6 separate regions of the Mus musculus genome follow, and regions 1, 2, 3, 4 and 6 are each linked to region 5. The links are chromatin contacts, called in public Hi-C and promoter capture Hi-C maps. All regions are on one chromosome and are shown on one strand. Each heading gives the region's core, a stretch centred on a gene start, on an enhancer-like site or on the middle of the called end of the contact. The rest is flanking DNA. Distances are from core to core; before and after follow the strand shown. Region 1 overlaps Col25a1 (collagen, type XXV, alpha 1). Region 2 overlaps Col25a1 (collagen, type XXV, alpha 1). Region 3 overlaps Col25a1 (collagen, type XXV, alpha 1). Region 4 overlaps Gm36373 (a long non-coding RNA gene). Region 5 holds the start of Col25a1 (collagen, type XXV, alpha 1). Region 6 overlaps Col25a1 (collagen, type XXV, alpha 1).

Evidence for each region. Promoter capture Hi-C pulls out the DNA fragments that hold promoters and counts their contacts. A called contact is a pair of places that touch in the nucleus more often than the background predicts.
Region 1: a promoter capture Hi-C map of second pharyngeal arch cranial neural crest shows a contact between it and region 5. The contact joins the enhancer-like site here to the promoter of Col25a1 in region 5. A contact is called at or near these places in 23 of 39 promoter capture datasets (the 3T3-L1 cell line, 3T3-L1-derived adipocytes, the C10 cell line and 13 more), 3 of 15 datasets of contacts at CTCF or cohesin (embryonic stem cells, hippocampal excitatory neurons and stem cell-derived epiblast-like cells), 87 of 484 Hi-C or Micro-C datasets (LSK cells, the P5424 cell line, Sertoli cells and 41 more), 30 of 115 datasets of contacts at active chromatin or transcription factors (PVALB interneurons, SST interneurons, acute myeloid leukemia and 20 more) and 5 of 9 other capture datasets (adipose tissue, embryonic stem cells, liver and 2 more).
Region 2: a Hi-C map of cortical neurons shows a contact between it and region 5, with 1.9 times the contacts expected there. The contact joins the enhancer-like site here to the promoter of Col25a1 in region 5. A contact is called at or near these places in 7 of 39 promoter capture datasets (the C10 cell line, cranial neural crest, frontonasal cranial neural crest and 4 more), 1 of 484 Hi-C or Micro-C datasets (cortical neurons), 6 of 115 datasets of contacts at active chromatin or transcription factors (bone marrow-derived macrophages, embryonic limb bud, embryonic stem cells and 2 more) and 1 of 9 other capture datasets (adipose tissue).
Region 3: a promoter capture Hi-C map of hippocampal neurons shows a contact between it and region 5, with 2.6 times the contacts expected there. The contact joins the enhancer-like site here to the promoter of Col25a1 in region 5. A contact is called at or near these places in 7 of 39 promoter capture datasets (the 3T3-L1 cell line, cranial neural crest, embryonic stem cells and 4 more), 1 of 484 Hi-C or Micro-C datasets (bone marrow-derived macrophages), 5 of 115 datasets of contacts at active chromatin or transcription factors (craniofacial prominence, embryonic stem cells, forebrain and 2 more) and 4 of 9 other capture datasets (adipose tissue, embryonic stem cells, liver and 1 more).
Region 4: a contact with region 5 is called in a promoter capture Hi-C map of cranial neural crest. The contact joins the enhancer-like site here to the promoter of Col25a1 in region 5. A contact is called at or near these places in 9 of 39 promoter capture datasets (the C10 cell line, cranial neural crest, embryonic stem cells and 4 more), 1 of 484 Hi-C or Micro-C datasets (nephron progenitors), 3 of 115 datasets of contacts at active chromatin or transcription factors (bone marrow-derived macrophages, embryonic limb bud and stem cell-derived neural progenitor cells) and 2 of 9 other capture datasets (embryonic stem cells and liver).
Region 6: a Hi-C map of ventral hippocampal neurons shows a contact between it and region 5, with 2.2 times the contacts expected there. The contact joins the enhancer-like site here to the promoter of Col25a1 in region 5. A contact is called at or near these places in 22 of 39 promoter capture datasets (the 3T3-L1 cell line, 3T3-L1-derived adipocytes, the C10 cell line and 12 more), 3 of 15 datasets of contacts at CTCF or cohesin (embryonic stem cells, hippocampal excitatory neurons and stem cell-derived epiblast-like cells), 95 of 484 Hi-C or Micro-C datasets (the C10 cell line, LSK cells, the P5424 cell line and 46 more), 26 of 115 datasets of contacts at active chromatin or transcription factors (PVALB interneurons, astrocytes, bone marrow-derived dendritic cells and 17 more) and 5 of 9 other capture datasets (adipose tissue, embryonic stem cells, liver and 2 more).

What each region holds. Positions count from the first base shown.
Region 1 is chr3:130,586,467-130,590,179 of GRCm38.p6, forward strand. It overlaps Col25a1 (collagen, type XXV, alpha 1), which reads left to right. Exons shown (of 38, transcript NM_029838.4): 36 at 3,494-3,571. Among named protein-coding and RNA genes, the nearest start is that of Etnppl, 29 kb to the right of the region's middle. Within about 2 kb of position 1,970, at least 7 of the 459 cell types and tissues checked have an H3K27ac peak or open chromatin away from gene starts, as enhancers often do.
Region 2 is chr3:130,517,089-130,520,579 of GRCm38.p6, forward strand. It overlaps Col25a1 (collagen, type XXV, alpha 1), which reads left to right. Exons shown (of 38, transcript NM_029838.4): 13 at 596-649; 14 at 2,689-2,715. Among named protein-coding and RNA genes, the nearest start is that of Etnppl, 99 kb to the right of the region's middle. Within about 2 kb of position 1,748, at least 7 of the 459 cell types and tissues checked have an H3K27ac peak or open chromatin away from gene starts, as enhancers often do. A contact at or near this core is called in cortical neurons and hippocampal neurons, where this site is marked.
Region 3 is chr3:130,464,302-130,468,038 of GRCm38.p6, forward strand. The region is part of intron 7 of Col25a1 (collagen, type XXV, alpha 1); the gene reads left to right. Among named protein-coding and RNA genes, the nearest start is that of Etnppl, 150 kb to the right of the region's middle. Within about 2 kb of position 1,295, at least 3 of the 459 cell types and tissues checked have an H3K27ac peak or open chromatin away from gene starts, as enhancers often do. A contact at or near this core is called in hippocampal neurons, where this site is marked.
Region 4 is chr3:130,643,951-130,647,661 of GRCm38.p6, forward strand. Gm36373 (a long non-coding RNA gene) reads right to left here. Exons shown (of 3, transcript XR_867641.2): 3 at 1,951-2,010. Among named protein-coding and RNA genes, the nearest start is that of Gm36322, 12 kb to the left of the region's middle. Within about 2 kb of position 2,446, at least 5 of the 459 cell types and tissues checked have an H3K27ac peak or open chromatin away from gene starts, as enhancers often do.
Region 5 is chr3:130,179,157-130,182,716 of GRCm38.p6, forward strand. Col25a1 (collagen, type XXV, alpha 1) reads left to right here and starts at 1,689. Exons shown (of 38, transcript NM_029838.4): 1 at 1,689-2,624. The coding sequence starts at 2,328.
Region 6 is chr3:130,564,106-130,567,476 of GRCm38.p6, forward strand. It overlaps Col25a1 (collagen, type XXV, alpha 1), which reads left to right. Exons shown (of 38, transcript NM_029838.4): 26 at 9-53; 27 at 2,354-2,434. Among named protein-coding and RNA genes, the nearest start is that of Etnppl, 52 kb to the right of the region's middle. Within about 2 kb of position 1,641, at least 4 of the 459 cell types and tissues checked have an H3K27ac peak or open chromatin away from gene starts, as enhancers often do. A contact at or near this core is called in hippocampal excitatory neurons and ventral hippocampal neurons, where this site is marked.

The DNA.
Region 1 (3,713 bases), core at 720-3,219, 410 kb after region 5:
ATTTTAAACTTCACTTTTTCTGTTTCTCTTTTGTTCTGCTTCTCTCTCTCTCTCCTCTCTCTTTTCTCCTCTCTCTTTTCTCCTCTCTCCTTTCTCTCCCTCCCTTCCTCCCTTTCTCTTTAACCCAATAGTAAATCAAGTAAGTGTTTACATTGGATGAAGCAAAAAAGCAACAAAACCTCGATAATGAAAATCTTAAAGTAGCTGAATATCCGTCCACCCCATGATTCCAGGGTAAACCAGTCCTCCTTAGATTCATGTGTGCCCTGATATACTTAACAACACAATGATTTTAAAAGTCTAGTAGATTCTCTTGAACAGTGAAACTCATTCCTGTTATGATGCAAGACCAAAAGAGATGTGTCAAAGAAAAGCAACGAAGCCCCTGCATGTGTTTTAGGAATTAGGAGTTTCTCAGCCTCCCGTTGGTAAGAGCCCATACCATGGTCATCTCAAGCTCCGCCTTCCACATCATCACATACCGTGAGCACCTGTGCATTCCTCTCCCACGATAAACCTTAAAATCGTCACACTGCCACCCCAAGGTGGGTGCTGTTATTTCCCTATTTCAAAAACGAGGAAAAGTATGCTATAAGAAGTTCTTTTCCACATTATAAATCCTGACTACAAATTGTAATGCAGTTTGAGACAGGTTCTATGTGAGACCATTGAACACAGCAAATTGTTTTTAAAAGATCTGCTTAATTGTTATATATTTACCTAGTGGGTTGTATGGGTCTAAAATGTTACACAAGGAAAAAAATTTATCATGCAGTACTCAGTTTTATTATCTTTAAAGAAGTTGGAAATTATACCAGTATTGGCTCAGTGTAGAGTTCTTACTGAGCATGTGCAAAGCCCTGAGTTCATTCTCCCAGCATAGCAAAGAAAAAAGAATGAAGAGTCTAGGGGAGAGGAGAAATTTTCATTACTGTAGCTTATAAAACCATAAGCTACTCACATATCCTCCCTCAGAAAAATGCTAGTCACTCACACAAAAATATTTCCACAATTATTCCAAGTTTTATATTTAGGAAAATTAGATTCTAAAGGTTAAACACTTTGTATATATCTCTTTCATCAGTATAAGAAATGAAAACTGACAATAATTATCACATTTCAACTGCTCATACACACGATGACACATAACTTTGAAGAATATAGATTATCACTTCATTTTACAACATGCTGTTGATTGATAATGTTGACATGTTCTTCTCTGTGATAGCATTAACATATCATTCTTCATAATGGCTCTTTTCCATAAAGCTTGCTGTTCGCTGAAATATCAACCCCAAATCATTGCCTATCACAGTAATTCCAGTAGTTAGTCTGAAGTCCATTTGCCAATCAAGCAATGAATGCCACTTAACCAACACACCTGGTCTTGGTTAGTCCTACTCAAAGATGGCTCCGCTGCCTTCAGGAAGGGCAAAGCACAGGTAAAAAGTTTCTATCAGTTCATGTCATGACACTGAAGCTGCTCGCTGAAGTGGGTGCTGATTCTTCATGAGTGAGCACTTGCTTCCAAAGGCATCGTCCATTTCCTGTCTCACCTGCTCCTCCTTCCCTCTCCCTGTCACAGCTTTGCCTTCACCCATGCTCTAGTGAACCACACCAAATTTCTATCCCCTGTATCCAAGAAGCCCAAGTGGTTTTGATTCCAAGCCTTCTGCCCCCATGTTCTTGGCACACAGGAGATGACCAAGGCGGAGCTTTCGGCCCATGCTGTCAGAGTGAATGTATTAATTTGAATGAGTGTCTCATACTTCAATGCGGTGTGCGCATTGTTCTGTCTATTTTCCTTTGAATATTCATGTTGCTTGCTTCAGACTGTTCGGTTTTATTGCAACTGCCATCCAGATTGCAGGATGAATGCTCTCATCTACGTATGTATCTATGTACTGTCTTCTGCATTCTGCACAGCACCAACTGCCTGTCTATACGTTTGCAGATGTCTCCGTTAATGTGAACCAGCTGGGGTGCATTCCTTCCCTCCTCTCCTTTCGCCTCCTTTCCTAAATTCCTCCATCCCTAGGACCCATGCCGACATCCTACAAACCTTGACCTTGATTCCCAAATACTAATTTCCATGGCTACATTCCCACTACGTAATTATCCTGCCTACCTCATTTTAATGAGCCCAGACTGCTTTTCCTATCTGCAGCGTTGTGGGCTGGAAACTCATTTACCATTGTGAACAACAAAGATTGAAGAAGACCGCCTAGGTTTATCCAACTGTTTCTCCAGTTGGCATTGCTGCCGTGTACTAGCACCTGAAATCTGTGTTTAACTCAATCAGTCAAGTGTTCACTTTTATTTTTGCCAGAGAGGAAAAGTTAAACACAATAGAGGCACGTTTTAATACTGGAATGTTTTTACTGGGAGCTGCAGAATAGAGTACGACTGGACAGCCTTGGGAGAGAGCAAAGCTGTAGCCTCTCCCTCTGAGTCTGTACAGCCATTATGTGTTAAAGAATACGGAGGGTAAAGGCAAGTTAAAATTACTCACAATTGGGTAGAGCATCCATTACCCTAAGCCCAGCTCCACCTGATACCAACTGGCTTCAGTGTAACTTGTCCGCCATCTTTGCCTGGTCCACAGAACAAATCCCTAATTCACTGTTGACTCAGATATTTTGACAGTCAGCACTGGTCTGCCTTTCTGATGCATCAGCCCTTTTGGTATCCTCCTTTCTTTTTGTTGAATGTCATAAATAAATAATCAATCAATCAGCCAACCAACCAATCTATCCTGTTTCCAGAATCCATTGTCAGCATGGCAGCTTAAGTTATTTTTTTTATAGCATCGTGTCATATGTACATCAGTAAACAATGGTAAATGCCTCCAGACTATTTCTAGCTAAGCCATACTTTGGATAATTTTTATTCTACACCCCCTCAAAATAAAACCTGTCTTTTATTTAAACCCTTGTATCCACAGGGGGAAAAGGGAAAGAAAGGCAAAAGGGGGCCTAAAGGGGAGAAAGGAGAACAGGGCGCTCCTGGATTAGATGCACCCTGCCCGTTGGTATGTCTAACTGATGCAACCGTCTCCAGATGTCTTGTGATGGGATGAGGATAAGATGGGAGAGGAGCAGGCCAGAGGGGTCAGTAACAGCAGGTCCTGGGAGGGCCACTTAACACAGACTTTCCGACGGTGTTCAGAAGTACGAGGCTACACTGGTGTCCTTGACATCTTGTTGCCAGCCACTCAACACTACTCGTTTCTAAATTTACAAGCAGTGCTGGCTGTCAGGAACCTGACTGTAGGGTGTGAAGAAGAGCCAACAGCATCCCATATCCCTCCAAACAGGAGGCCAATGGTTTCCTGTCAAAGGCTTTGTCATGATAATGTGAAACTTCTCTGCGTGTTACTACCCCTTCTAGGCTGTTCCTCTCCTGGCTTTGTCTTCTAGTTGTCTCTTTAGCAGATTTTTGCTTTCAATGAATTCTTGGATTAGTAACGTTATGAGTTAATTTTTACAAACAGGGATTCCGTGGCGTTAAGGGGGAAAAGGGGGAGCCAGGCCAGCCTGGCCTGGATGGGCTGGATGCTCCTTGCCAATTGGTACAGTATTTCTCTTTCCTACCATCATCCTGCATGCCATTCCTCTGTCTACTTTGTACTCGTCTGTATCAGTGTAAAGTGCTTCTTTCTGGAGCCAGCTTTACATGATAAACATACTACATGTGTGTGCATGAGCAGGCTC
Region 2 (3,491 bases), core at 498-2,997, 340 kb after region 5:
AGTATGACCATGAGGAATAAGTCTGGTTGTTTTAGTTGTTTTCACAACACTATTGCAAAACCACTTTTACAAAGCCTTTTTATTTTTTATATTTATTTATTTATTTATTTGTTGCTTTTCCACCAAATGTGTTTTAGAAAATTAGGTATCTGTTTAAAGATATGTATTTTCAAAATATACATCCGTGTTACTTAAGTTTAATAAGAAAAAAAAATATCTAGTGATTTAGTCTTTAACTGAGCTGATAGATCATTTACAAGTTCTCCACCAAGAGAGTTTATTATTGCCAAGTGAGCTTTATTCATTCAACAAATACTAATTGGATGGTACCCAGAACCATATTAGCTACCAGCATCCCTGACAACTCCTCACTCAGCTTTCTTATTGATGAAAAGACCACACAAAGGGAATTAACTCAGTTGAATACTTTGTTCTCAAGCATGTAGATCTTTGGGCCACAGTGGGACTAATTATTCTAGTAGTTACTTATTCTCTGTTTTTCTAGCTCGTTCTAAGGTGGCCAACTCCTCTCATCATCTCTATTATGTGCTAGGTTGGCTTATTTTGCTTAGTAATGTGTACTTTCTATTTTGAGGGTGAGCCTGGATCACCTGGAGCAGCCGGGCAGAGTGGACTACCAGGACCTAAGGTGGGTAGAGAAACAGTAGAACACAGTCATCCACAACATGGTTCCTACATGGCTGTAAGCTGTCACAGTTTGTAAATTGTTCTTCTGGTTGAAGTTGGATAGAATGTTCTGTCAGTGGAATAACATGCTGTCATAGTACTTTGTAACTAATGACCAAATTATGTCTAAGATTGTCATTAGCATTAGACATGCATAAAAAAAGAAATAGGATACACGGCTGTCTAAAACCTTCCCTATGGGGCTGGGGAGATGAGTGCTCTCACAGAGGACTTGAGTTCAATTCTCCATGCCCACATAACATCTCTTGACCCTTCGTAAGTAACTTCTCAAACATACATGCAAGCAAAACACCCATAAAACAGTTCTAAAGAAATATATCTTGTGGTTATAATTCACTAGCATAAAAAAGCCTCCAAAATGACTACTGTCATTTTACCCCTTAATAAGATGTGAAAATATAGGTCATGTTCACGCTGCCTAAAATGTACATATTAGCTAAGCCCCACCACAGATGATGTTTACAGAGCTTCGATGGCTTTTTCTCAAGATTTGGCCACCTTCAGCTTTTACACAACATGGCCAGTTAATCAGACAAAGAACAGAATAAAGATGTGGTGTGTTTAGAATTTAAAAATGGATATAGTTTGAATTACTAAGCAGGGAAAAAATGTAATGAGGATTTTTTTTGGATTGCCTGTTTGCTTGGTTTCTTGAAGAACAAATGAATCCGTTAAATCAAAAGAGATTGGTGACAGTTTAGTTTAAGCCACGCAGACAGACAAATCCCAAATCCTTTGATGAGTGAACACCCCTTGAAGTACAAAACCGATGTCTAATCCCATCAGCTGTGCTGGTGTGGGTCTGTACCCACAGATGCCTGTCAGCTGATTCTACACATCACACTGCTATTTAGGTGCTGTGGGCAGACCTAAAACTCATAAACTCGCCCTTTCTATTGTCCTGGAGGAGAAGAAAAAAGATATTCCTTCTGGACCCCAGCCGCCTTCTGTCTTCTTCCCTCCCTCGTACTTTACTAAACAGCCTGAGGGTGGTTGCTAATGCTTGAGGCGTATCCCTGGTGCTGGTCCTGTGTTGCCTGGCAATGCGGCTTTCAGAATGGATGTTGAGTTGTGCGGGTCACCAGAGATGCAGAAAGCCAGGGGGCCAGGATGAGTTCCTGAGAATGAAAAGAGTTTTGCCCCAAGCTCACCTCTAGAGTGGGTTTTCTTTCAGTTTGGTTTTCTTTTTTCTACAATCATCTCGTTACACTGTTTTTTAAAAGCAGTCTGATCTCATGGCAAAGCTTATTAAAGCTTCCGATCAGGAAATGTCATCACAATGTGCAGGTACTTTAGGATGTTTCCTGTCTGTCCCCTGCCCTTTCCTAGAGAAAGGGGAAAAATGCAGCTCTCTCCAGAGAACAGTTTCATATTTTAGGCCTCTCGTGTTCCTGGCTGCCATTTCTAGTAGGAACCTTAACAGACTAAAGCTCTGCTCCATTCCTCCATTCCGCTGTCTTGATCTGCAGCATGTTGCTTTCTACCAGTTACAGAATTGATGATGTTGTCAAGGGGTGTCAGTGCTGCATTGAGGGCTTATGATCATGTCCAAGAATATAGATGGCAGAACTGTACCAGAGGTCAGCCCTGACACAGTCCATGTGTCGAAACATATCTTCAATAGGCAGCTTTATGGAAGGACATGCTAACCCCCTTATTGATCTGGAGTTTGGAGAGACATCTTGGTGCCACACCGTCACTCCCCCTTAGTGTCCCAGCCCACTCCTGGGTAACTTCTTATCTACTGGATGTCATTATACTTATAAGTAAGGACTTGGGATTAAAGTTAGCACTGGTTTCTGTACCCAGTCCTTCTGGGTACTTTTGTGACTTGTTTTCATATAAAAATTAAAGCCATAATCGACAGTGCCCTGTATAGTCCACCCACCTAGTGCATTCAGTGCGTGTTCTGCCTTGCCTGCTATTGCTTCACTCGCTAGCTCTCCACTAATTCCTCACAATCTCTCTTTTTGTGCTCAGGGAGAACCTGGAAAAGAAGGAGAAAAGGTAAAGATGCTTCTGCCTTTGCTCGTCACCCCGCTTCTCCAAAGCTACACCCCAACTGAACTGGGTGGGTGAGAGGATGGGGGGGTGGAGAGATGGACGGGCAGATGGACAGATAAGTGGAGATTTCTGGAAGAGGTAGTAAGTGTTTATTGGCTTGTCTTTCGGACTGCCAAATAGTGGGGGGGGGGGGGGTGGATATGGTTCTTTCCCCTCCCTTACAGCATTTGAGTTTGGGGTTGAAAGGAAGGGTAGAAGGGGCAGACACTGCATGCCAGGGTTCAGAAGCCCCTAGCCCTGCTTAAAAAAAAAAAGCATTCTGCATACTCACTGATGCCATTCTGATCCCTTCCTAAACGTCTGCATCTCCCTCTGCTGCTTCTGAGGACTCTAGGTCAAAGGTCAGTGGGATATAGGTGTTTACCTGTACCAGTTATCTAAGAGTGACCCCACAAATCCTCATCAAAACCAGGAAGGGGCACAAATGGAGAGTGGGGCATCATGGGTTAATCCCCTTAGATACCTTCAGTACTCCATGCAGGCCTACCTCCAGTTTCCAGACTTCTGCTGTGCGCGGTGCTATTCATACTACAGGTTCCCACCGCTGCCAACTGCCAATGGTGTTTGGGTGTATCTGTGAGTGGAGAGCTACCTGGATTCTATGACACATTGTGTTCTTTCTAAGTGACAGTCTTTCTGACAGATACGATAGCTCTGGTTGCAGAAGAAGGCCATCCAAAGATCAAGGAACTAGTCCTCCATTTAACCGTATTTTTTCG
Region 3 (3,737 bases), core at 45-2,544, 280 kb after region 5:
TTTCATAAAGAAATTATACCATGACCTGTATCTCCCAAAGATATTACTATGTAACAATCATCTTTTGAAATGTTTTTACTTGAGAATAACTCTTTCAAATTACGGCATAGGATGGATACCATGAGTTTGTAACCTTTCTCCAAGCATCAGAGCAGCAACCAAAGTCATCCTTGGTGATGAGAATTTCCTTTGGCAGCAAAGCCCTTGTTTCTAATTTAGCTCTCCAAAGTACTATTCATTAACTGTTCATCTGTGGCCCAAAGCTTAACCTCAAATGTATTTATGTTTGAATGATTTTAAAAAAAGTTATACTAAAATTGAGTTAGTAACATACATTTTCAATCTGAAGCAATCATTAAAAAATAAAACGTTGAATTTGGAGTCCTTAAGAATGCAGGGGACAAGGTAGCGACTGGTTTGCTTTCTGCAGAAAAGGCCACACTGGGTAGCTGTTGCTTCAGTCTGGCTTTGGCTTCACTCTGGATTTTGTGTTGTGTTGAGAGAGAAGAGGGGAGGGGAAAAGAGGGGAGGGGAGAGGACCCCAAAACATTGAACACAGGGGGCTTGGTAGATGCTGAGCTAGCGTTCTGCCACTGAGCTACTGTTCTAGTCTCAACAGGCTGCTTTCCTGTCGGCTACGTCTTTATGGGTTGGGCCTGTTCCAGATATACAGGTGACATGAAGTAGAAAGGTAATTAGAGTGTGACCATGTTCTTAAAGTCCATAGTTTTAGCTTCCTGTTGGAATGATGCAAATTTCTAGTATGTTTTCAATCCCCAGGTCCTATTTTAATCTTGCCCAACCAAACAAACCCTGGGAGATCACTATAAAATTAAAATATGGACTAATGGGGAAAATTAGGACACAGGACCAAATAGACCTGTTTTAAAAATTACCTCTAGTACTATCGTCTGAGTAATACACTCTAGTGAACTTCCCAAGGATAACATCATCTCTTTTATTGCTAAAATCATTTTTGAGGGGTCCGGTTATTCCAAAATGGCACTTCTGCCATGGGGCCTGGCAAACCTCAGAGGTAAAGTAGGAAGTACATTATGCTCCCTGTAGAAGCCCCCAGGGACTCTCCCAGCTTTGCCATGGAGAGGCTGCCAGTCAGAGGGCACGCCCAAGAAAGTAAGAGTCGAGGCTCAGTCGCTCAGTCCACAAAGAATTTTCTCAAACAGCCATCAAGCCAAAGCAGTAAACAGAGCTTCCAGGCAACAGCAGGATGTGCTGGCCTTCTCCCTCAAGGCATCTGGGTAGACGCCCACTCTCCCTTCCATATCAGATGCCCTGTTAGCTGATGATCCCTGTTTCATACGAGCTGTTCTTTGTTGGTTCATGCCATGCCACCTCTGCCAGGCACACACCATTTCCATTTGGGAAATGAACAGGATGTGTTTAAGTCAAGGTGAGCCCTTGACTTCAGGCTCTCAAGTAGAGGTCAATATGGGTTGTTTAGAGGTACATTTCACAGTGTTGTAACTCTGTACCATCTTAGTATGAAGAATCCCTGAGAACTAGAGATCTGTTCACTCAAAATTTGTATTTCAAATGCATATTGCATGAATTTTGCCAAATCATGTTCACTTTAAGCAAATTTCTGTGCAGTAAGTGTTGGGTAAACAAATTGATGTTCCAAAGACTTTTGGAGAATTTTTTTTTCTTTCTAATGGTTTCTGGGATTAAACCTGGGTCCTTTGGAAAAACAGCCAGTGCTCTTAACCATTGAGACACATCTCCAGCCCCCGTAGCTTCTTTACTTAACAAAAGAACACAATTTCCACAGAATTGCTTTTGAGATACTATGAAACATATTTTCTAATTATAAATGTGATTATATATTTATTAAAGAAATAATGTAAAAGATATATGCCATGTAACAGCTGATCAGTCCAATCCTGATTAACATGTAAAACCAAAGAATAAAAGGTAAATATCTTTTCAGTTGCAAACTGGCATGAATAATTAATATGTAATTCATGTCATTATTTAAGCGGGGCATTTCCCAGAGCACCTATGTTGACAAGTTTTGTTTGAATGCAAATCCATTGCCTTAAATCTACAGCTCACTCCTTTCCTATGCTCATTCACTCTCCTAAAGGCTCCTTTTATGTTATCAGTGTTGAACTTAGCTCACAATTACTCCTTGAAAGTCTCAAGGTCAAATGTGTTTCAGAATTTTGAGCTTTGAGAAAATAGGACGTTGGTAATAGTCATATGGTGTAAATTGTATGAGAGGTGTCCTGTGTAATCCAACCATCAAGTTCTTCAGTGGACTGCAAACTAGTTCACACTAGGAAGGACTTCAGGGACCAGACAGAGCTTCACCGCTGCTTCAGTAAGCTTTGTCCCTGGACACAATTGCTACAAGCTTAAAAGGAAAAAAATTTGAACTTATGAAGATGATTTCATCTTCAACCATTTTGAATTTTAGAATTGCAGGTAAGAAATTACAGGGTACATACAACCTCAGTTTTTAATCTGTTTTTCCTAACTCTACTAGGGTTATCTTCTGTAAACTGAATTATCATTGCTCACTACGTCTCCTTTAATTATTCCTAAGGCCCTCCCACATTCACAGCCTATGAAAAGTTTTCAAGTTTTCCCCTAAGAAGGATGTACCTGATCTATATCTTCATCTCTGTCCTTTGAGAGCCTGCCTCCTTCCCTGAGACTGGATGCGCTTACGTATCCTGCCCTAATTAGTTGGACAGTTGAGTGCATCTTCCATGTTAGTTGCTGTCTGTATTAATGCCCTCTGTTTCCTATGTGTTACCCACCACACTTTCTTGCACTGTACTTGGCATTAGTTACTAAAAGACGCTGCTTTAAGAAGGCATGCTCTCCTCTTCGGTCTAAATTCCCACAGGAAGCCTACAACTCTGGTGGCTGACACAGTATCCTGATCTAGCTCAAGTAAAGAGCAAACCCTGAACTTGGAGAGTCCCTAGACTCCAAGTATTAGTCCCGTGTACCTCTAGAAGAGGAGCGAGGATCTTCTCTTGCTACCAGTGTTTGTCTTGATCATAGCATCTATACCTACCATGGGCTTTCATTTACAAGTCTTAGATTGACTAGTCCTTGGTAAAGTCTTTCTCAGCATGTGAGCTACCTTCCTTCCCTTCCTATGCAATCCGACATCTTGGGTTAAATCATCACCTGCCCCTTTGAAGTCTGAATATCATTTTTAACTGCCATGAGAAAGAAACCTTACTTAATTTTCTGTAGTAACTTGGCTTCTAAGTCTGAGCTCCACTTCTCTGGGGTGACTACATCTTCCTCCTCCCCAGGGCTATTTCATAATCCCTGGTTGTTGTTGTTGGTGGTGGTGGTGGTGGTGGTGGTGGTGTGTGTGTGTGTGTGTGTGTATGTGTGTGTGTGTGTGTGTGTGTGTGTGAGAGAGAGAGAGAGAGAGAGAGAGAGAGAGAGAGAGAGAGTCTTTTCTTGGTTTTTGAAGCCGTAACGTGGCCTCATCCATCTGCAGGGCCACTCAGGTGCATTGTCATTGCTGACCTGTGGACCTAGGTCATCCTTTGCTGCTTCTGTGTTATCTTCCCACCAGGAGGCTCTCATAGAAGGCTGTCCTGACATGCCTGTCTAGTGTCGTGTTTAGTCACCAAGTGCCTCTGCCTCTCTGAAGTGATGTCAGTTATCAAGCTTTCATCTGCGCCGAGGGACTACTAATGACCTCTTTCAGTTTAGAAGTACCTGTACGATCTTCTCTATGTCTCTAA
Region 4 (3,711 bases), core at 1,196-3,695, 470 kb after region 5:
ACCTGTTCAATATCTTTATAAATATCTAGTTAAAGACTTGGAGGAAGAAGATTGCATATCAAAGGAAGCTGCCAGTAACTGGTAGTGGCTTGACAAAGGAAAAAAAAAATCCAAAGTGGGTGGGGTTTATTACCCAATTTTATTGTGGGCAGAGTAAACTTTAAAAATATGAGTCATTGGGAAAGTTACTCTTTTTTATATATTTAGTCTATACCACTTTCGAGAATTTGTATTTACCCTTAGGAGGTAGATATGAGTGTGTTTAGAACTGTGTGTGTACTTTCTAGTGTGTGTCTACTACCCACTTAACAGAATAAACACATATTGCTGCAAAAGTCAGTCTGGTGGTTTTGAAAAAGACTAGGTTTGGATACAACAGCGTCCTTAAGGAATTATGCCAAAGCCCATTGCTCACCAACCCACACCCAGATAAATGCCTCAAGGTTGGGCCTTTTCTCTTTTCCTTTTTACCAAATTCAAGCATATAAAGTTACTGTGAAGGTGAGGTGAGAAATGGGGACATTTGGATTTAAAACATTAATGCTACTTCAAAATTTGTTATTTCAAAAATAGATAAGCCCAACAATTTTATGCTTTTCTCACAAAAAATTATTTCCCAGTAATTGATTTTTTTCCTTTTATTCAGGCTTATTGAAGTATAAATTATATAGAAGAAAATCCACTCCCTTTGGGTTTTTTACAGACTGATAATATAGTTCATAACCGGCAAACATATATAAAAATTTGGGAAGCAGCCCAAACCTTTTCATTCTGGTCTGTTGTCCCTATATGTTTGACTCCAGGAACTATAGCTGTCAGGAGAACTGTAAGTCAAAAAGTTCCAAGGGAAAAGTAAAGAGAATATTTGAGTCCTTTGCCTACTCTGGTGGTGTGTTGTTGGTTTGGGCTGCCAAAACACCATAGGCCAGGAGGGAGCCCAATTAGCAGCAGTTCTGGTTGGCTAGGGGTGCCTGCAAGATGTGGCTCTGATGGAGGCCCTCTCCTTTGCTTGCTAGTATCTTGTTCTGTGCTCACTCAAACAGTGACAGCAAACTCTTCTATGAGGGCACTAATCCCTTCATAGGGGCCCCGCATCCTAACTCTACCTAGACCAGCCTATTTTCTAGAATTCTCACAAATATCATCACTTTTGAAATTGGGGCTCTGTATAAAATGAAAAGGGATGATTAATTCAGTCTATATTATATTCATGAAGTATATTCTTCCTCAAAGCTTCAGACCTCTGTGCAGGTTATGAAGGGCTGAGGCTGAGGATCCCCCCATTTGTGCAGAAGCATTCAGGAGCTCTGTTATACTCAGCCCTCCTTGGAGCCACTCCGGGCAATGCAGAGCCAGGTGTTTTCTTACGTCCTGTCCCTGTCAAAGGCAGCCATTGGAGGTTCCAAGTTCTTCTCCAGTCTCACCCTTCATGAGTCAAAAGTCAAAGCTCTATCCTCCAGGGAAGGTATGCCTTCCCAACATTTGAAGGTCATAGTCTGCCTGACAACTCAAGGTTAATTTGATCTCTTTATTCTATCCAGTGAAGTCCTGGCAAAGCTGATTTGAAAAGAGAGTCGGGTTAATGAATTTTCCCTGATATTCAAAGTTAAAAACAACAATAAGAAAGACAAGACCATGTTGGGAGATTTAAAAAGAGGCTAAAGCAGAAGATGGCCTAGTCGGCCATCACTGGGAAGAGAGGCCCCTTGGTATTGCAAACTTTATATGCCCCAGTACAGGGGAATGCCAGGGCCAAGAAGCAGGAGTTGGTGGGTAGGGGAGCAAGGCGCGGGGGAGGGTATAGGGAGCTTTCGGGATAGCATTTGAAATGTATATAAAGAAAATATCAAATAAATAAATAAATAAATAGCGGCTAAAGTGTTAGTAGTAGGTGATGTACTTGAGGGCTGTCTTGACATGAAAATGTGAAAACTCACCATCGTTAACAAGAACTGCTGTGGAGATCCTCAGACAAAAGAATTAATCTGTGTTTTCAGTAGGAAAAATGTCCTGTGAAAAATACAAAATTCTAACTGAACCCTCAAGCTAGGTCATTCCGTTTCTGTCCAAAACTATACAATATAAGAAATCTATAGCTTTGAAAATGAAACCCAAGATTTTTTTTTCCCTTAAAAATCCTCTATCATAACAGGATCCAACTATAATTTGAATAAATATGCATTGCTCCAAAAAGACATAAAGTCTTTCTCTTTCGATTGTTTCCATGTGTCTTTCGAAAGCTTCACCAGTCGATCCAAGAGTGAAATAAAACAATCTTTTCTCCCCCAAAACAGCAAGCATGCTCGCCTCACATCGCCCACAATTGTTCTGTCTGATCTTGAGTCTCCGGGCTATAGTTGGAGAGTGGAGACAATGGAAACGGTCCCTGGAGAGCGAGAGGCTGCCAGTCAGGGGGGAGGAAGCAAGAGTATCCAGGTAATTAAGGCAGACTGTGAGGCTCCAAGCGATGGTAGACCAGAAACCTTTCTTCTCTCTGTCCCATAATCAAGTTGCAAAGGTATTGATTTTCCTTAATGAGCAGTTTGAAACAGTCTAGCCTAACCCAAAAACAGATCGTGAGGCCAAGACCTGGGACAGAGGGTTTGCTTTGGATCTAATCCCAGGAAACAGAAGTATGGAAGGCAAGAGAGCAGGGCTGGGAAGGAAGGGGCCCATAGTGGGGAGAACATGACTGAGGTGCTGAGGCTGTCGAACAAATTCTGTGCAGTTGAGCCACTATGGGAGAGAGAAAGCAGAGAGCTTGTCAGCTCTCCAACCCCCACATTCCTACTCTCCACCCCATTCCCTCACTCCCCTCACTGGTTAAAAGGTGCCTTGAGGATGGCAAGGCCTTCTATACCTCCTCACTGGATCTGCTTGAATTGGAGCAGGTTCCCACGGCCCAAATGTGCAGTATTGGAGGACTTGGGGTTCAAAGGGATTGATTATTTAGGGATTTCAACCAGGGCCCTGTCTAAGTAGACGTACATAGCTGCCAACAAGCTAAAAGACATAAATGTCTTTGAAGAAACCAAGTCTACCTCTGTAGGCAAGGCTGCTGCTATTGTCAGGGCCAGGCTGTTTGGAGTCCTGAAACTCAATTGAGTGTGTAACTTTTATAGAACATAAGGTTTTGCAGGGTCCTTAACCGCCAAGTCGTGATCCTGAGAGCCTTGTGGACACTACTGTCAATAGTAGAACCCCATTTGAGCTCCTTCCCTGGGGCTAGGGCTAAAGAAAGGAGGAAGGTAGAGAGAGCTACATGTGGTCATTCTGGACCCTGCACAAGATGTACTGATGTAAAACCTGAGCCTTGGAACCTGTTTGTTGTTCAAGCCAGGTTCACTGGGTCATTTGTTTCTGTAAAATTAGCAAGTGAAGTCTTTTATATTTTTTTTTCCTCAAAGGCTATGTAAGTTAAGATTCACAAACCTAAACGTATAACTAGGTACCTGCTCATATGATTTGATAGCCCATCATGATAATAATCCAGCCTTTCATTTAATAATTTTCCCTTTTATTCTTGGACAAGTTGTCTGGTCCAGCACTTCCTCAACTCCCTCTTAGGTATACATGACCTTGAACTTCTGATTCTGCAGACTCCATCCCTACTCCATGCCCCCACACATCTAGTTTCCTGTGGTGCTAGGGATGGAACCTAAGACCCCACACAGACTATGCAGTGACTCTACCAACTGAGCCTTATCTCAG
Region 5 (3,560 bases), core at 439-2,938:
GAATGTCGAATGGTGAGCTGTATCATTCTGGGGCTCCGGAGGTTTGGGTTTGGTATATGCATTCATTGCTCAACAGCTAAAAGATGGTAATTAGGAATTCCACAGAGGAGAGTATCGATGGCATAGAGCAGAGGCTCAAAGAGAGAACATTGAGAGGACTGGCAAAGAAAAAGTTTGCAACCCATGTACAACATTACCACCACCACCGCGGCCCACTAAACACCCACACTAAGCAACGGAGGTTAATTGGAATGTGGAAAGAACTAACATATTAAACTTTTTGGCTGGAGCTAGAGTTCAGGGTTAGGGAGCTTACTTACCTGGAACACACACACACACACACACACACACACACACACACACATCCTTCTTGAGTCCATTTAGTGTTTCTCATATGTCTATGTATTTAGAGATGACAGTCTGGAGTTGGTTCCGGAAGGAAACAGTCTCCTCCAGCAGCCATTGATTGTTAGTAGCTCTTATTCTAGGCACCGGGTCTCATGCAAGGTCCCCGATCCACGTTGGCATGTGAGCATAGTTGTTATTCAGGTCTTGAGGTCTTGTTTTATGCAACCACTTGTTGAGATTCATAAGTGCAGGCTTCCTGCTATGTCTATCCTAAGTCCCCCTTGGCACTGTAGTTTACACACGAGAAGCAACTGCTCCGGGTTAGGTATTTTGTTCATTGATTATAGTAGTAACTGGTTGTGGTAATCGGTTAGGGAGGGAAAGAAACGTACGTGACATTTCTTAAGATGAAAAGGCAAAAAGGAAGGTCTTTTGGAAGGAGAGTTAGGGTTGTGTTTTCTTCTCTAAAATCAATTGGATGCAAAATGCTACTTGTTATCAATTTAGAAAAAAAAAAAAAATCCCAGTAGAGACTTAGTAATTTGATCCAGAGGGAAGAGGCAAGCTGAGAGTCAAGGAAGAGGAAAAACTGACTTCATTCTTCAGCTCTTTCCTAAATCCTGAGAAATGTGTATGCCTCAAACACTCACAAAACAGCGAATCAGGAAAACACATTAGCACCCTAGTACAGAGAAAGAGCCCAGAGCTGGGGGGGGGGGGGGGGGCAGCATCAAGACAAGAGGAAACGGGGGAGGGGCGAGAAAACTTCCCCAGTCATCTGCAGCAAGGCGTGGGAAGGAAGGGAAGTGGGGAAGGTACCCTGCAGACGTCAGCCAGACACTTTGCCTCTGGGCATGTGGGAACGAACTGAGGGAGGAGGGAAAACGTCGCGCAAGGGCTAGATGGAGGAGCTCCTGTGGCTGCCTTTGAGCGAGGATCTGGAGAGCTGGAGCCTTCTGCTTCCGTTCTTTCCTTCAGGAGGCCATTTCTCCATTTTTTAACCCAAATAGGGGGCGCTGGGCTAAGCCAGTATAAGCCACTCTGCACAGCAGACCTCAATTCGGCCCCTGGCTAGGGCCGGAGAGATGGCCTTAGGGGGACGCTGAAGTTACTCGGTGGTGGGAGGGGGAAGGGTCTCCAAGCTCCTCTCCAATCACAGTGGTTGCTGTAGCTATTTGCATATATTATGCTAATAGAGACCTCGGGCTCCGCTCCCACCCGCGCTCCCGCCCCTTCGTGGGTCCAGGCGGGCTGGGCGAAGGTGAATATATTATGCTAATAAGGAGGCTCCTGCGGGAGGGGGCGGTCCGCGCTTCAGGCGCGCGCGCACTGTCTCACACAAGAGCATCCCGGGGTATTTAAGGCTCGCACACGCGGGTCTGCGGAGATACTTTTGGGGCCTCGCAGCTTACGATCGCTGCTTGGGTCACTCGGTCCTCTTTTTCTCTATTCCTCTACCACCCACGGGGGCTGCGCTCTCGCCGGGTCTCTGTATTTCCTTTTCTTTTTGGCCTTGAACTGATCCAGGTGGGAGACAGGTCGGCGGGTGGAAAAAGGTAGAGATAGGCAGGCAGACTCAACAGGTCGGAGCAGAGAGAGGGGCTCTCGGACCCTGCGCCTCCGCGCGGGGGACCCCTAAGGAGGTGTCGGATTGGGGGGGTCAAGAGAGCTGCCCTAGTGGGTTTCATTTCAGCTGTGACCCCAACAACACCCCCGGCGCCACACAGTCCCCGGCCGGAGGGTGCTTTTCACTCCTAGCTGGAAGGGGAGAAAGAATCTGGAGGACGGTCGGTCCACGCCTGCTGATCCGGACGCCGAGCCACGCGCAGGTCCATCTCTAAGCCCGGGCTCCGACTCTACCAACTAGTTGTGCAGCCGCAGGGACTGAACTTTGGAGGAACCGACCCTTCCTCTCATTCTAAGATTACTGGAGGAGATAGAAGGTGGAAGGCGTAGCGGAGGCCAGCGACCCCGCCACAATGTTGGTGAAGAAGCTTGCAGGGAAAGGAGGGGGACGAGAGTCTGGATCAGAAGATCCGCGCCCCTTGGGACAGCGTTGTGCCGGCACCATGCCCTCGTGCACGGCCCTGGCGACCCTCTTGTCAGTGGTTGCTGTGGCTTTCTGTTTTTATCTTGGGGTGAAAACCAACGACCTCCAGGCGAGGATTGCTGCTCTTGAATCTGCTAAAGGGACCCCTTCCTTCCATCCGCTGTCTGACACCGTGGATGAGCTGAAGGCAATGGTTCAGGAGAAAGTGGAGCGTCTCTTGGCTCAGGTGTGGAAGGCTGGGTATTTTGCACGTGAATACTGTTTTGCACAGGTGTGAGCCCTGTGTGCAGGGATAGTTTCGACCCTTAGCTGTCTGCATAGTTGACTTGACTGTATATGCCAAGTATGGAGTTAAGTACCTTGGGTATTGCTTAGTATCAAGTCTGTAGCAGATATCTTCCCTGGGTATTCCATAGTGCTTGCATGCTTAGACATATATGGGGGGTCTGGATAACGGGAGTGTGTGGAGGGGCATTTTATTTCTTTGTAGCTTTCTGGAGTCTCTTGGGAGCTCTCACTTCAACGGAGACCAATTTTTGTTGATATAAGATCTCATATCTCCTTCCCAGGGAAAGGTTAGGGAAACAGGTGTTATTAATATACAAAAGGTAATCACTTTCAAGTGAAACGATCCTATAGAGCTTGAGAATCATAAATTCCACCCTTCGAATCTTTTTTTCATGTTCAAACACTTTGAAAAAGTTTTATAGTTGGTTAAGGATGCAGTGCAGGTAATAATTGGAAGGTAGAGCTGTTGAAGCTGAGAGTTATCTTCAAGGTTGGTTTCAAATCAGGGCCATTTATTTATTTATTTATTTAAAATTTACTTCCAATGGAGAGGCTGTGTAGAGTTCACATTCACTTATGCACTCTTGACCAGCGTCTTTGGACCTATATCACTGCCTGGCTTTTGCACTGCCTGCCTATGCTTGGGCTAAAGGAAAGTGGGGGTGGGGGGGTGGGGTGGTAATTGAGGACTAGAGAAAGATGTTAGCCAAACCCTGCAATCCTGCTACCATGTCAGTGGTCATTGTCTTATTTTAGGACTTGGATTCTGTTACTTTTTGACAAGAGTCCAAGTACATATGTAAATATTCCTTATGCAAGCTATCAGATGCTGGCGAAGCAGGCATGTGGCCAGAGAGCCCCTGAGAGTCTAGTT
Region 6 (3,371 bases), core at 391-2,890, 380 kb after region 5:
TTTATCAGGGTGAGCAAGGCTCTCCAGGAATCCCCGGAGTTGATGGAGAACAGGTAATTTTCAAGGATATATGCCATTATTTTAAGCACTGTTGTTGGTCAGTACTTCTATTATAAGTTTAAAGCCAAAAGTCATGTCTTTTGACATGATGCACTGTCTCTTTTGTCTCCAGCATTTGTTCCACATGAACTCTAAATATGTGATTGGTTTTAAGTTAGATATAAATTGGGTTGGTAGAAATGTAAAGCTATGTATTACTTTGGTTTTGTTCTTAATACTACTGACCTATCAGTCTACCTCAACAGATTCTAATAGACTCTAAAATCATTACCTCATCAGTAAGAACAGCTTTGGGTTGGTTTGTTGGTTGATTGGTTGGTTGGGGTTTATTGTTGTTGTTGTTGTTGTTTCTATTTTGTTTTGTTTTTTCAGTGAATATAAAACAATTCAATATCAAAAATCAATGGCCATAGTTTTCACAAATAATAGTATTGCTTAACTCCAGGCATTTGATGTCTCCTTTTCCTGAATAATGATTTCCCCCCTAATTTTCTAGATCGTTTGAAAACTCAGGCAAAAAGTAAATCATTATAGCTATGTACACTGCAGCAGCATCTTTCAGAGTGCCCTCAGGTCAGACATTGGCAAAGGTTGTGCACAGTCTGGACAGTAGAGACTTCAGGTTTTGTGGGTACATATTGTTTCTGTAGTGCATTCTTTTCCTTAAACACATCTTACTTTTTTGTTTTAATTCAACGTAAATAAAAAACAGTCCCTAGGCTGAACTTGGCATTGTCAGCTGTGGCTTGGCAACTCTACCTTTTAAGAATTTTGCTAAGAGAATGCAGACAGCATTCGGGATCAAACCACAAGGATTAGTTTCAAAGTCTGTGAGGTTATGTGGATGTCTGTTATTTTCTCAAGAAGTGGCTCACGGGCCGGAAAGAGGGCACAGTGACGGAAGCACTTGTTGCCCTTGCAGAGGACCTGGGTTTGGTTCCCAGCTCCCCCATCAGCCAGCACCCCAATTCCAAGATGTTAGGTGCCCTCCTTTGGGCTACACACATATTCAGGCCCACACACAGAATAAGAAAGAATACCATTGAATAAATTTAAGAAATAGCCTGAATTAATGAATAAGAAATCAAAGGAATTCTTGATAGACTAAATCAACAATACACTCTTCAGGAGAAAGTATTCTAACAAAACAAACCACTTTAGAAAAAGTTATTTTTAGTAACAGAGTTGGATATTAAAGTGATATATTGTCACATTAAAGAAATAGTATAGAAAGGTAATTTAATCAATTTTCCATGACAAAGGTTACACGTAAGTTTATCATTACCCACTGTTAGTAATTAAAGATAATAAATTAGAAATTCATAATGACACACTGAATGTTCCCGTACATACAACATATGCAGTAGCTAGATGTTTTTTCTCTAGGCTTTGCAAGGTTCTGTTCTCCCACTAACCCTATTGAATTGACCATGTTGCTTTCCCTGTCAAAAAATCCCCAACCTTAACCAGCAAGATACATTTATCTTTGCTGGTACTTTCACACTCCTCCAGTATGTGGTTCGGAACTCAGTATAAAGATAGTTAGCGAAAGTAGCATGTGTTCTTGTCCCTACAATGAGTCTGCGTAGCCTGTGAATCCCTACCATAGTAACCAGGGCCATCTGGTCCTGTTGCCACAGGTTGCTAAGATGAACATGATTAAAAATATTAATTAATTGTAATGTTAGTGTTCCACAACTCACATTTGTTAGCATTCAAAACCCACACATCTATTTTCTCATTGCAAAAGAATAGTAATTACGTTCTGGCTCACCATGCAGAGATGTCGTGAGAACCAAACAGGGGACACTGGACAAACGGGGTGCTTGAAAGCACTGATTGAACATTGATGCTGGAAACTGATGACAGCTAGAATGTACATGCACAGTGATGAGGCAGGAACAACCATGTAGAGATGGGAACATTGACTTGGACCTTGGCTGTTGTAACCCTGAGTCCTGGTTCAAATGTTTGCTGTACTGTTGAGAATTACAGTCATTATACTGTCTTCTGGACTGGCAGGATCCAGAGTTGCCAAGCAAATTGATGAAACCAGGAGAAATAACGCCAAAACCCAAGTTCATGTTTTTCATATTTAAATGGTCTATAGAACGTAATCCTATTACATGGGGAAATACCATTGATCCAATGTAGAAAATGCCTGAGAGCCAAAGTCATGGCCATCTCAGCTTGCTCCCACCTCTTGGCAGATTTACCTGGAATCCCATTGGCCCTAGGATGTGCCTATCATCTTGTCACTGCACTGTTCACATGCAAACTTTGTAACTTGTAGGGACTCAAAGGCTCCAAGGGAGACATGGGGGACCCAGGTGTGCCAGGTGAAAAAGGAGGACTGGGACTTCCTGGATTGCCGGTACGTGCACACTCGATGATGTACTCTCTCGAGAAGAAATGGCTAGCGAAGGAATTGTATTCTCAGCTGTACTCAGCCAGGAATTGCCAAACTATCTTTATTTTGTAAATACTCGAAATGTTGTTGCTTAAACTTTATAGTTAGGTCATTTAAAAAGTACGTGTTCGTGTCTTTTTTTTTTCTCCCCCTGAATTATTTTCTTTTGAAGATAAAAAAGCCAATGGTACTGGCCATTTGAATCTAGTATGTATAGTCAAGTAACTATTATAAAATAGGCCACAATAAAGAAACAGACAAGTACAAAGCAACAGAACTTAGAACTATTAAAGAACAGATTAGTCTTGTGTGTCTATACAAGGATGGTGTTTCTTCCTCGTGGCTCATTGTTTTTCTGAAACTTGAGAAGGAAAAATTTAGAAATTATAAGAAAAGGCATAGAAACTTTCCCGCCCTCCCGCCCTCCACCCCTCCCACCCTAGCCCCAGTAACAAGGGATTAAACCTAGAGCCCTATACCTGCCCATACCCACTGAGCTATATCTCCAGTCCTTTCTAGGTTAAAACCTTGCATAGGCCAGCTGAAGCATGAAACACGAGCTGAAACACTTGCTGGCTGTGCGTGTTTGATCATTCTGCCTCCATTTCTCAAGGAGCCAAGATCTTAGGCCCGTGCTACCTGGCTCTTCTACCCATTTGCAAACAAGATACTATAAACAAATGTCAGTGGAACTAAAGTCTCACCTGCACTATTTAAAGTGAGCACAGCATAAAAAAATAACATTATTCATAATCCAGTGTATTTAATGCTGTAAAATCAAGCTCGGTGTAGTTTCTATTTACTCTGTATTTCACTCTATATAGCACCCATAATCCTTAGAGTTTCTGTAAATATTACTGCTTCGAACTAAAATGTGTGGAGATAAAGCTTCTTATGAATT